2 separate regions of the Xenopus tropicalis genome follow, and region 2 is linked to region 1. A link is a contact called in public Hi-C data. All regions are on one chromosome and are shown on one strand. The core of a region is the stretch at or near the end of the contact, and the rest is flanking DNA. Distances in the headings are between cores, read along the strand shown.

Region 1 (4,838 bases), core at 589-3,088:
ACTGTAATTTGACTGTATCTGTTATTGGTTAAGTAACCTGTGCCTTTTCTCCTTTGAATGGCTGCCCCCATGGCTACACAGTAGTTTTGTTTATATAAACTATAGAAGTCTTTCTGAGGCAAACACACCAGTTGTACTAGTACAGGGCAACAGCGCATTATATTGTAACTACTTTTATACACTTTCAAATTTGGTGTTACTGTTCCTTTAAAACTGATAAGTTTCCTTCTGTTTTCAATATTAGCTATAACTGAAGCAGTTTGGTCTGGAATAGGGTAGGAAAGAACAAAAATCAACTTAGTTTTGTTGACCAAAATTTTTATATTACCAGCTCTAAACGTAAAGTGGCCCGGGGGTCAGAAACAAGTACGCCAGCGCTCGCTTTTTCAGGCCCACTGCTTTTCTTTCTGACCTCCCCCTGCAACTATCACACCTTTCCTCCTCCTGAAAATGTAACATTTAATGCTATTGCATAAAGGCAAACATGTTTATATGTTACAGTACTCCATGGCAAGGATATTTTGTACTTCCCCATTCTCAAAATGTAAATGAAGAAATTTAAAAACAAAATAAAAGAAATGGCACCTCCAGTCCATTTGCCAATTTTTGTCATTTCCAAGGTATTGTCCTGCCCCCACTGGTTTAGCAGGTAATGGAGAATACAAGGCTAACACCTTACATGCTTGTATCCTATTCAGGGCAATGGCACTTTGGGGCCAATGTTACATTATCACCTCAACAGGAAACAAAAAACTTGTAATTGCCCCTCTTATGCCATGAAAGGTAAGTGCCTGGACTCTGCACTGGTGGGCCACATGATGCCAGCTTTTTAATAACTAGTCAGTCAGTTGGTATCTCTGATACTAGTCAGTCAGTTGGTATCTCTGATACTAGTCAGTCAGTTGGTATCTCTGATACTAGTCAGTCAGTTGGTATCTCTGATACTAGTCAGTCAGTTGGTATCTCTGATACTAGTCAGTCAGTTGGTATCTCTGATACTAGTCAGTCAGTTGGTATCTCTGATACTAGTCAGTCAGTTGGTATCTCTGATACTAGTCAGTCAGTTGGTATCTCTGATACTAGTCAGTCAGTTGGTATCTCTGATACTAGTCAGTCAGTTGGTATCTCTGATACTAGACAGTCAGTTGGTATCTCTGATACTAGACAGTCAGTTGGTATCTCTGATACTAGACAGTCAGTTGGTATCTCTGATACTAGACAGTCAGTTGGTATCTCTGATACTAGACAGTCAGTTGGTATCTCTGATACACTGCAAGGTGGCGGCTACCCAAGCAACCATACCGCAACATAAACCTAAACATTTGTTGTCAATAAAGTTATTGTTGCGATATACGGAAAATGAGAAACCCAAAGCGCGCACGTTCTGCAACATGACGCAAAACCATGGCCTTTACGTGCGCGTCCCCGAGTTCGTGACGCAGTTTTAATTTTACGCTCGGGAACTTATCATTGCGCTTCTTCCCTATCATCCAAACCGCGCCGTACATTACCCACTCCTATCCCCCTAGTCAGTACTCACTATCCAGGTAGTGCTCTAGGTACATCGCCGTCGCCATGTTCCCGGACTCCGACCCTCTTCCTTCTCCAGCACCGTCCCGCTCAACTGCTAGTTGGATTATTCATGAGCGGCGCGCTTCCGGCGTGGCGGGTTGGCTATGTACCACATTCATATTGATGACTCACAGCTCCCCGCTCTAGAACGCTCCTAGCCTGGGCTCTTGTTTAGAACCGCCCACCTATGAAGCTCCGCTAGTCGCGATTGGATACCCCAGGGGAGGCAGTGAGATGTAATTGGTTTAGATCTCTATCAGGCAAATCTAATTTCGCTGTATAGAGTGGCGCCAATGCGTGGGTTTGTATTGGCTGCTAGGGTGCATAGAGGGCTGAGCTATGAACGCGCGCGAATTGTGAGGCGAATAAGCTGCATTTTACATTAATGTGTTTTGCCTGCGCGATATCCGGCATTTGACATGGCTGGCCTGCGAGGTGCTTTAATTGTGCTAGAAGGCGCAGACAGAGCCGGGAAGAGCACCCAGGCCCGACGGCTGGTCGAGGCACTGAAAGAGCGGGGTTACAAGACGGAGGGGCTGCGATTTCCAGGTGAGCGCTGGGGATGTGGCTCATCACGTGATGCGCAGCTCCGTTCCCTATTAGCAGCGAGAGAGATGCGCACAGAAGCTGCCCGTGTACCTGGGATATAGCTTACCCTTGCCTTTACTGCGCCCAGTTACAAACAAAACGTGAATAAAGGGCAGGAAATATTAATAAAGTACTTCATAAATTTCTTTTATGAAGTAGAATATTCTTTTGGTCAGTCATACCAACAGTGTCACAGACTATACCAGGCTCATGTATACTCACCGTATTGTAGGGTGCATAAAGCAATACAAAACATTGTGACAAGGGTATAAGCATGTTTGCGCTTCTCTCCTCCATATACATACCAGTACCACATATGCACAGTCTATACACACACAGCACCTGCTATAACTGGGCTATTTGGGAATCTTAGGTAGGCCCGGATCTGTGGGTTCTGGCAAATGCCATAGTCAGTCACTATTTATTGGGCTTCTTTATACTAGAAATGCCAGGGTCTGTGTTTAATCCCAGACCTGTAGACGGGTAAAGCTGGTAAATTTTTCCAGAAGCTATGCCTTTAGGGATTAGGCAGATTTGGGGATGTGTCAGTAGAGTTAATGATGCCTGGAACTAGCAGCTTATAGCAAGGACTATAGCTAGTGTGAGCTGGGTCTGCATTGTCCCCTCAACTCCAAGACCCTTGCGTCCCCCTCACCCCCATTCCTCATTCTTTTTGCCCCTCCTCAATTGTGGATCCACTTCTGTCACATTATCCTCCGTTATTCCACACACTACTTCTGTTGGTTTCATGGCATGGCCATTTTTATGTTGTATATTTCTGACTTGTGTAAAATGCTTCTGCCAATGGTTGCATAAAAATGTTGTTTGAATTCACAGAGAGAACAACTGAAATTGGACGACTGATTGGCTCCTATTTAGAGAAGAAGAGTAACCTTGAGGACCATACTATTCATCTGTTGTTTTCTGCCAACCGCTGGGAACAAGTGTAAGACTAAAACCCACAGAGGGTTCGGATCTTTGTTTGCAAACATTTTTATTTTAGATTTTATTTTAACTCTCAGAACATGTTCCTCTTCCACATTGTAAATCGGTTTGTAGGTGCACCTAAGGATGGTAACTAAAGGTGGCCATGCATAGGCTGAGTTTAGCTGCTGATATCAGTCCTTTAGACCGATTTGGCAGCTTATCTGCCCGTGTAGACTGCATCGGCTCATTGATGTGGGCATATCTGGAGAAGATCTGCTCGCTTGGCAACCTCACCAGTGTATGTCCACCTTAAGAATGCTGCTGATCTAGGCACTACAAAAGGAAAGTTACTATAAGATAACAGTGTATTGTAATTTACTTACATTTACTGTAATTCATTTAATAAATCAGATGGCAGTAAATGTAGGATTGCCCAAACAGGGGATGACTTAGTTGGCCAGCTTGGATATATTCCAATATATGGACAAACAATCCCTGTTTTGCTTAAAGGGGGGGGGCATTTTTGGTAGCTCAATGCACAGAATGTCTTAAAGGAACAGTAACACCAAAAAATAAAAGTAACTAAAATATAATGTGCTGCTGCCCTGCACTGGTAAAGTTGTGTGTTTACTTCAGAAAGTCTACTATAATTTATATAAATAAGCTGCTATGTAGCCATGGAGGCAGCCATTCAAAGGAGAAAAGGCACATAGCAGATAACAGATAAAACACTATTGTATTCTACAGAACTTATCTGTTATCTGCTATGTAACCTGTGCCTTTTTTCCAGCTTGAATGGCTGCCCCCGTGGCTACACAGCAGCTTATTATATAAATTATAGTAGTGTTACTGTAGCAAACACACCAGTTTTACCAGTGCAGGGCAACAGTGCATTATATTTTTATTACTTTAAAGCTCTTTCATTTTTTGGTGTTACTGTTCCTTTAATGTCCTCTATATATTGGTAATTGGTGAGTGCAGAGGACTTTTTTTGACTTTCCACTATTCTGTGAATGCACACTTGCCCTGGGGCCACAGACAAGAACAAAGAAGCTGAAGATCATAACCTGGTGCTCCTACAGAACAGGAGCACCAGTCCATGGTCCAAGGTAAGTGATTAAAATCACTGGGGGGGTGACTAACATTTGGAATGCCCTTCCCCCCCATGATTATACCATAACGTCCCTTTTAATTTTCCCTGCAAAACAAAATTAAGGTTTGCGAGCATTTGAAGCACTTTGATTCAAGTTTCCCTTTAATATCCAGAATTTGGTCAGGGTTCCAAGCATATGAAAAGGTTGCTGCACAAGCCATTCGTCCACAGCAAATAAGTGTTAATGCCAAATCTCATGCTAGATGTCCTTGAAGGTGGGCTTTCGTGTGCTCAGCTGCATGGCAGTTTTGCAGCCAGCTTTGTTTACTGATTAAAAATCAAGTAACAGTTGGTTTCTATGTAGTGTGAATTAAAAAAAAGTCCACTCTACATCAAAATAAAATGGCCATTTATACACATCCTAAATGGCACAGCCCTTTATATAAATAGCATCCAGGTCAGATATTTTTGAAAGATGCATGTGTTCTTTTGCCAATTTTGTTAAATTATTAAACCCAATAAAATTGCAATTGATTGAGTACAGTATATGTAATGTTGCTTTTATTTATTCATTGTGATGTCCTAAATTTGTTTCTGTTCTACTTCAGTCCAATGATAAAAGAGAAGTTGAGAAGTGGTGTTACTCTGGTTATAGACC
Region 2 (4,838 bases), core at 1,648-4,147, 230 kb after region 1:
TTACCTTGACTTTCTTGAGCACCTCAAAGCCTTGAATCTTTCCTATTTTAAAATGGTTCAGGTCAACATCCTGGAGAAACCATAAAAAAAAAAAAAAAAAATCACATTAAATATCAGGCAAATAAGATGACAGAAGTAGTACTAGTCCAGGGGGAATCGGGCTAGTCCATTATCATAAAACAAACTCTACTGCTTTTCTGCAGCTATTTACACAGAGCTTAAATTTAAAAACCGCTGTTTCCAACAACAATTCCATGCCCCACCGATGATATATTAAAGAAACAGAAAAGAATGCTGTTAATACCTCGGCTTCAGGGTCCAAGTTAATGGTCTCTATATCCACTGGTGCATCTGCCTCTCCTGAACATAAAGGTCTCAGTCAGAATGATAAACTTATGAAATACAACGTGCACTTTAATTACAGCAAATATGTCAAATACTGGGATTGACACAAGCCCATATGTGAATGGCATGTTATTGCAGCTGTATGTAAAAACCAACAAGTAAGCCAGCCACTATTAAAGGACATATATAGTCTATTTTACAGTATTTTTTGACAGGCTGGTGCCCTTTAAGTTGCTGGGACATTAATTGATCTACACCATGCAGTGTGTTTATTGGCAACATGCGGTGTGGCACAGGCCAAAGAACAAAATCAGGAAAAGGGTTAAGGAGAAATGCATGAAACCACCTGTGATATTGAGTGTACTGCAAGCGACCTTAACTGCTGGAACAGCCAATGTGTTATGGCCAAAGTCTTGTACCAGTGGTGACAGGCGGTTGCCATGAAATTTAATGACAGATGGCACAGGCAGTTTTGGACATTTCCAGCGGTGGAGAATCACTGGTCTAAAATATGTCCCATGCTGCAAACAATGCCTATGCCTGACATATCATAACTACACAACCAATGAACTATTATGAGAAAGATATAGAATTACCTAGTGGCACTTCACCATTCTTCACCCCTCCATCCACACGATCTGGCTTTTCCTTTGCTTCATCATCAGCAGACTCATCAGATTCTCTTCTGTCCACTGCAAAAGACTGTAGTCTTACCCCATGCCGGCAGTCAACAAAGTTGCAAATGTTTACCTTAAGAATTTATGTCCAGAAAGCTAATGTTGCATTTAAAGGGGAAATTGACTTTGAATGACGCGACTCCTTTTCAACAGCACGTGACTGACAACTGATGTGTAAAAATCTTTACACTATTTGTGCAAAAGAAATCTGTACCCACACTGGCTTGGGTGCAATGGCAGTTCCTGCTTACATGCCAAGACACTATACTATCTGCTTTATGGAATTATCACACTCCTTCCATGTAGAGAAGGTTACCACGTCATGTGAGAATCCTGCATGATAGGTAGGTGTTATGTTTATTAGGAGTAGCCATGATTTTTAAAAATTATTTGGTAACGTAACTATGCATATGGCTCATGTGTCCCTGGCTCTCCCCCTAACCCCCCCCCCCCCCCCCCCGGTGTGTGTGACAGTGCCAGCCACTGATCGAGCCAAGGGGCCCCTCTGCGTTCCACCACATCCTACACATCGGCCCTTCCTGACATGCCCAGCGTTAACCCTTTCTTGGCTACAAGACACGGAGGAGAGAACTAGTCATACTTAGGACTCCTTCAGGGCTGTCACCCCGAGCTTAGGCAACCATTCCCTATTCACCTGAGATCCCCCGCCTCAGTCACCCCTACTTTGCCGAACATAACACTTACATGGCTAATATGGAAACGCAGTGCATGGTGTATTAGCCCATTAGGAACACTGAGAACACAAGGAGAGGAACAGTACTGGGAATCCTACCTTCCATCTCTTGCACTTCAGTCTCGCCTTCTTCATCCGCCATTATTTCTTCTTCCTCTACTTTCCGGAAGCATAAAGTAGAACCAATCAGTAGCGGCGAAAGGAAACGCCCAGCCAATCAGGGTAGGGTTGGAGACTCCGCATCCCTTGAGTAGGTGCGCTTGGGTTGCTAGGCTGTACGGCTATTCATAGAGCGCTGCCGCTGTACAACGTAGGTACATGCTGTGTTTGCTCTAGGAGACAGATTGCCCATCCTGTAACCTCATATACAATGTTTGATGTAAGTGAGCGTTTGACTAGTGCTTCCTGAGTGCTTCCATTACAGAGTCTCCAGGGGGTGGCTGGAGGTGATGGTTATAAAGGGTTATAAGATATTTATCTAACATTTACCAACACTGCAAACTTGCTCCTGGGCAGTAACCCATTGCTGCAAATCAAATTGTTGCTGTTATTGGTCTACCTGCAGCCAACTGAAAGAAAAAGCTAATCATTGAATGGTTGCTATGTGTTACTGTTCAGATGTAAATCTGCCCCATGTTGTTAAATGAGCCCCTGTGAGTATAATGGATGTATGTCTGATAGCCTTTAAGCAATATATATTTAATAATGCACCCTTTACTGTAAAATATAAGGATATTATAAATGTAGATTCAAGCTGCCAATTCAAGTTCTTCAGACTGATTCGGCAGCTTTTCTGCCCATATATGGTGATCCCTGATTGGCCTCCCCAACCAATATCTGGCAGAAAATTGGTCAGGTGTCAATCGAGCAGGTTTGATTTTTCCATCGGCTCACTGGTGCTGCCCTAGCTCTGATGGCTCCTTTACCTGTCCTTGTAATTCGATTCCATGACTATATAAAAGCACACATCCTAAAGCCTCTTGTTTTTTATATATGTTCCCCCTCAAGGGGGTGCTACATCAAAAGCAAGTATGTACAGTATAGCCTCCTCTCATCAGCGTATGTAACCACTTTTTGGCTGTAAAACAGATAATGACTATTAGCTGCATTTAATTCTAAAATTCCAGTGATTTTATGCAGGCATCAGTTCTAATTATCTATTCTCTCTTCTTTAGTTATCAGAAAAAGATTCTAAAACTGTTTTCCGAACTGGAGCCAGGCATTTACATCAAGTATGCTATCTATGGTTGGTAGGTGGTAATTATTGGCAAAAGGCCCATGCGCTAAAGCAGTGATCCCTAACCATTGGCCCGTGAGCAACATGTTGCTCCCAGTGGCCTCAAAGCAGGTGCTTATTTTTAAATTCCTGGCTTGGAGGCAAGTTTTGGTGGCATAAAACTCAGATGAACTGCCAAACAGAGCCTCATGTAGGCTTCCAGGCCAAATAGGGGCTACCAAATAGCCAATCGCAGGCCTTATTAAGCAACCCCTGGAACTTTTTCCATGCTTGTGTTGCTCCCCTACTTTTTTTTACATTTGAATGTAGCTCACAGGTAAAAAAGGTTGGGGACCTATGTCCTAAAGCATAATGAACCACAGAGACCTTATCCGCACACCCTAACACTCCAAAAAATTATTTTGTCTGGTGCACACTGCTAGAGGGATCGGCACCCTCCAAATACACTGTAGCAACAAAAAAAGCAAATGGCACTCAGGACTACAAACAAGGGTAAAACCCTTTTAAAAGTTTTATTGCGGAGGTGCAACGTTTCGGGGCAATGTGACGTTGCACCTCTGCAATAAAACTTTTAAAAGGGTTTTACCCTTGTTTGTAGTCCTGAGTGCCATTTGCTTTTTTTGTTGCTAAAGCATAATGAGGCAACTTTATGGATGTAAAACAAAAAGTATAAAAGGAAGAGGACCACAGATGAATGAAAATCTAATTGTAAATAGCCCAACACGTTTCATCCCACATGGGCCTTCACTATGGTGTAAAAGTGGCAGGTGGTCACATTGCTTTAATTCTGACTTTGTTCTTTAGTTGTATGTTATTGGTTTTGGAGACAGTTGCTATTCTTTGCACTGGTAGTTTTGACGTTTTAAACTTCGAAATGTTGCAGAAGCCAGTTAATTAACAGGCATGCCTTGGCTGGGTAGTGACAGGGGCGCTTCTGCCATTAGGCGAGTTGAGAAACTCGGGGCAGAAGCGCCCCAGTTACCAGGGGAGGCAAAAAGCCGCGGGGGGGGGGGGGGGCATCCAGGAGCCTGGGTAGTGAGCCGACTTCTGCTACCTTTCAAGATTCACGCAGAGCAGAAAGGGACCGACAAACCCTGCTTAAAACAAAAAAACCACAACGCATTAATCAGCCAGTAACTGTATTTGTCTATACGTATATCAGCCATGCAGCCGTGAGGGTGTAGCCCCAGCTATCCCGTCCCTGAAAATGTCCGAAGGTAGATACTGGGTACTGCAGTTCAACTCATAAGCAACGCGGACTGATAATCCACTCGGACACTCTCCTGGCAAATCAATATTGTGGAAACAAACAGCGTCCTTAGCAACTGCTGGCCCGCTCTTTTCTGGGTAACAGGAAGGCGTAAACGCCTCCAGACAACACGGATCTGAGGATGATTGGGTGTTATCCCCACCAGTCACGTAGATGCGGACACCGGATTGGTTGGTATGTTTAAACCTGTAGTCCCGCCTTTTCCGCTAAACTGGAGTCGAGCTCTGAGATGAATATGACATAAGCGCTGTGAAGCAGCTGGGGATGAGTGAGATGTAGCTTTGAGGAAGGAGGCTGTCTGTCATTGCTGGAGCCAGGGAGATGTAAGTATTGCACCAAGGGACTGAGCAGAGCTGGGCGCTATAGAGAAAGCTTTGTGCTGGACATGCTTGTGCTCTTTCTTACTGCGCTTTGTGTGAGATGAGGTTAAAAGAGCGCATGTGTCAGTCTGATACCCACAGAGATGCCTTACATAAGATATTTCATTTGTATGAGTGACAGGGAAATAGTGCTTTCCCATGTGTTATGTCAGGGTCCTATTTCTAACTATCTGCGTTGAGCTATAGATTTTGGGCTAAGACTGTCCGTGAATGGTGGCAATTCAGCATCACATGT

What was found. A called contact is a pair of places that touch in the nucleus more often than the background predicts.
Region 2: a contact with region 1 is called in a Hi-C map of neurula embryo, with 2.2 times the contacts expected there. The contact joins the promoter of pask here to the promoter of dtymk in region 1. A contact is called at or near these places in 2 of 5 Hi-C or Micro-C datasets (brain and neurula embryo).

What each region holds. Positions count from the first base shown.
Region 1 is chr5:125,718,485-125,723,322 of UCB_Xtro_10.0, forward strand. dtymk (deoxythymidylate kinase) reads left to right here and starts at 1,839. Exons shown (of 5, transcript NM_001006833.1): 1 at 1,839-2,121; 2 at 2,998-3,106; 3 at 4,789-4,838. The coding sequence starts at 1,992. It overlaps ing5 (inhibitor of growth family member 5), which reads right to left and starts at 1,642. Exons shown (of 8, transcript NM_203536.1): 1 at 1,541-1,642. The coding sequence starts at 1,577.
Region 2 is chr5:125,951,112-125,955,949 of UCB_Xtro_10.0, forward strand. It overlaps pask (PAS domain-containing serine/threonine-protein kinase), which reads left to right and starts at 2,898. Exons shown (of 18, transcript XM_031902547.1): 1 at 2,898-2,966. The coding sequence starts at 2,951. It overlaps ppp1r7 (protein phosphatase 1 regulatory subunit 7), which reads right to left and starts at 1,864. Exons shown (of 10, transcript NM_001006730.1): 1 at 1,816-1,864; 2 at 942-1,037; 3 at 305-360; 4 at 5-70. The coding sequence starts at 1,858.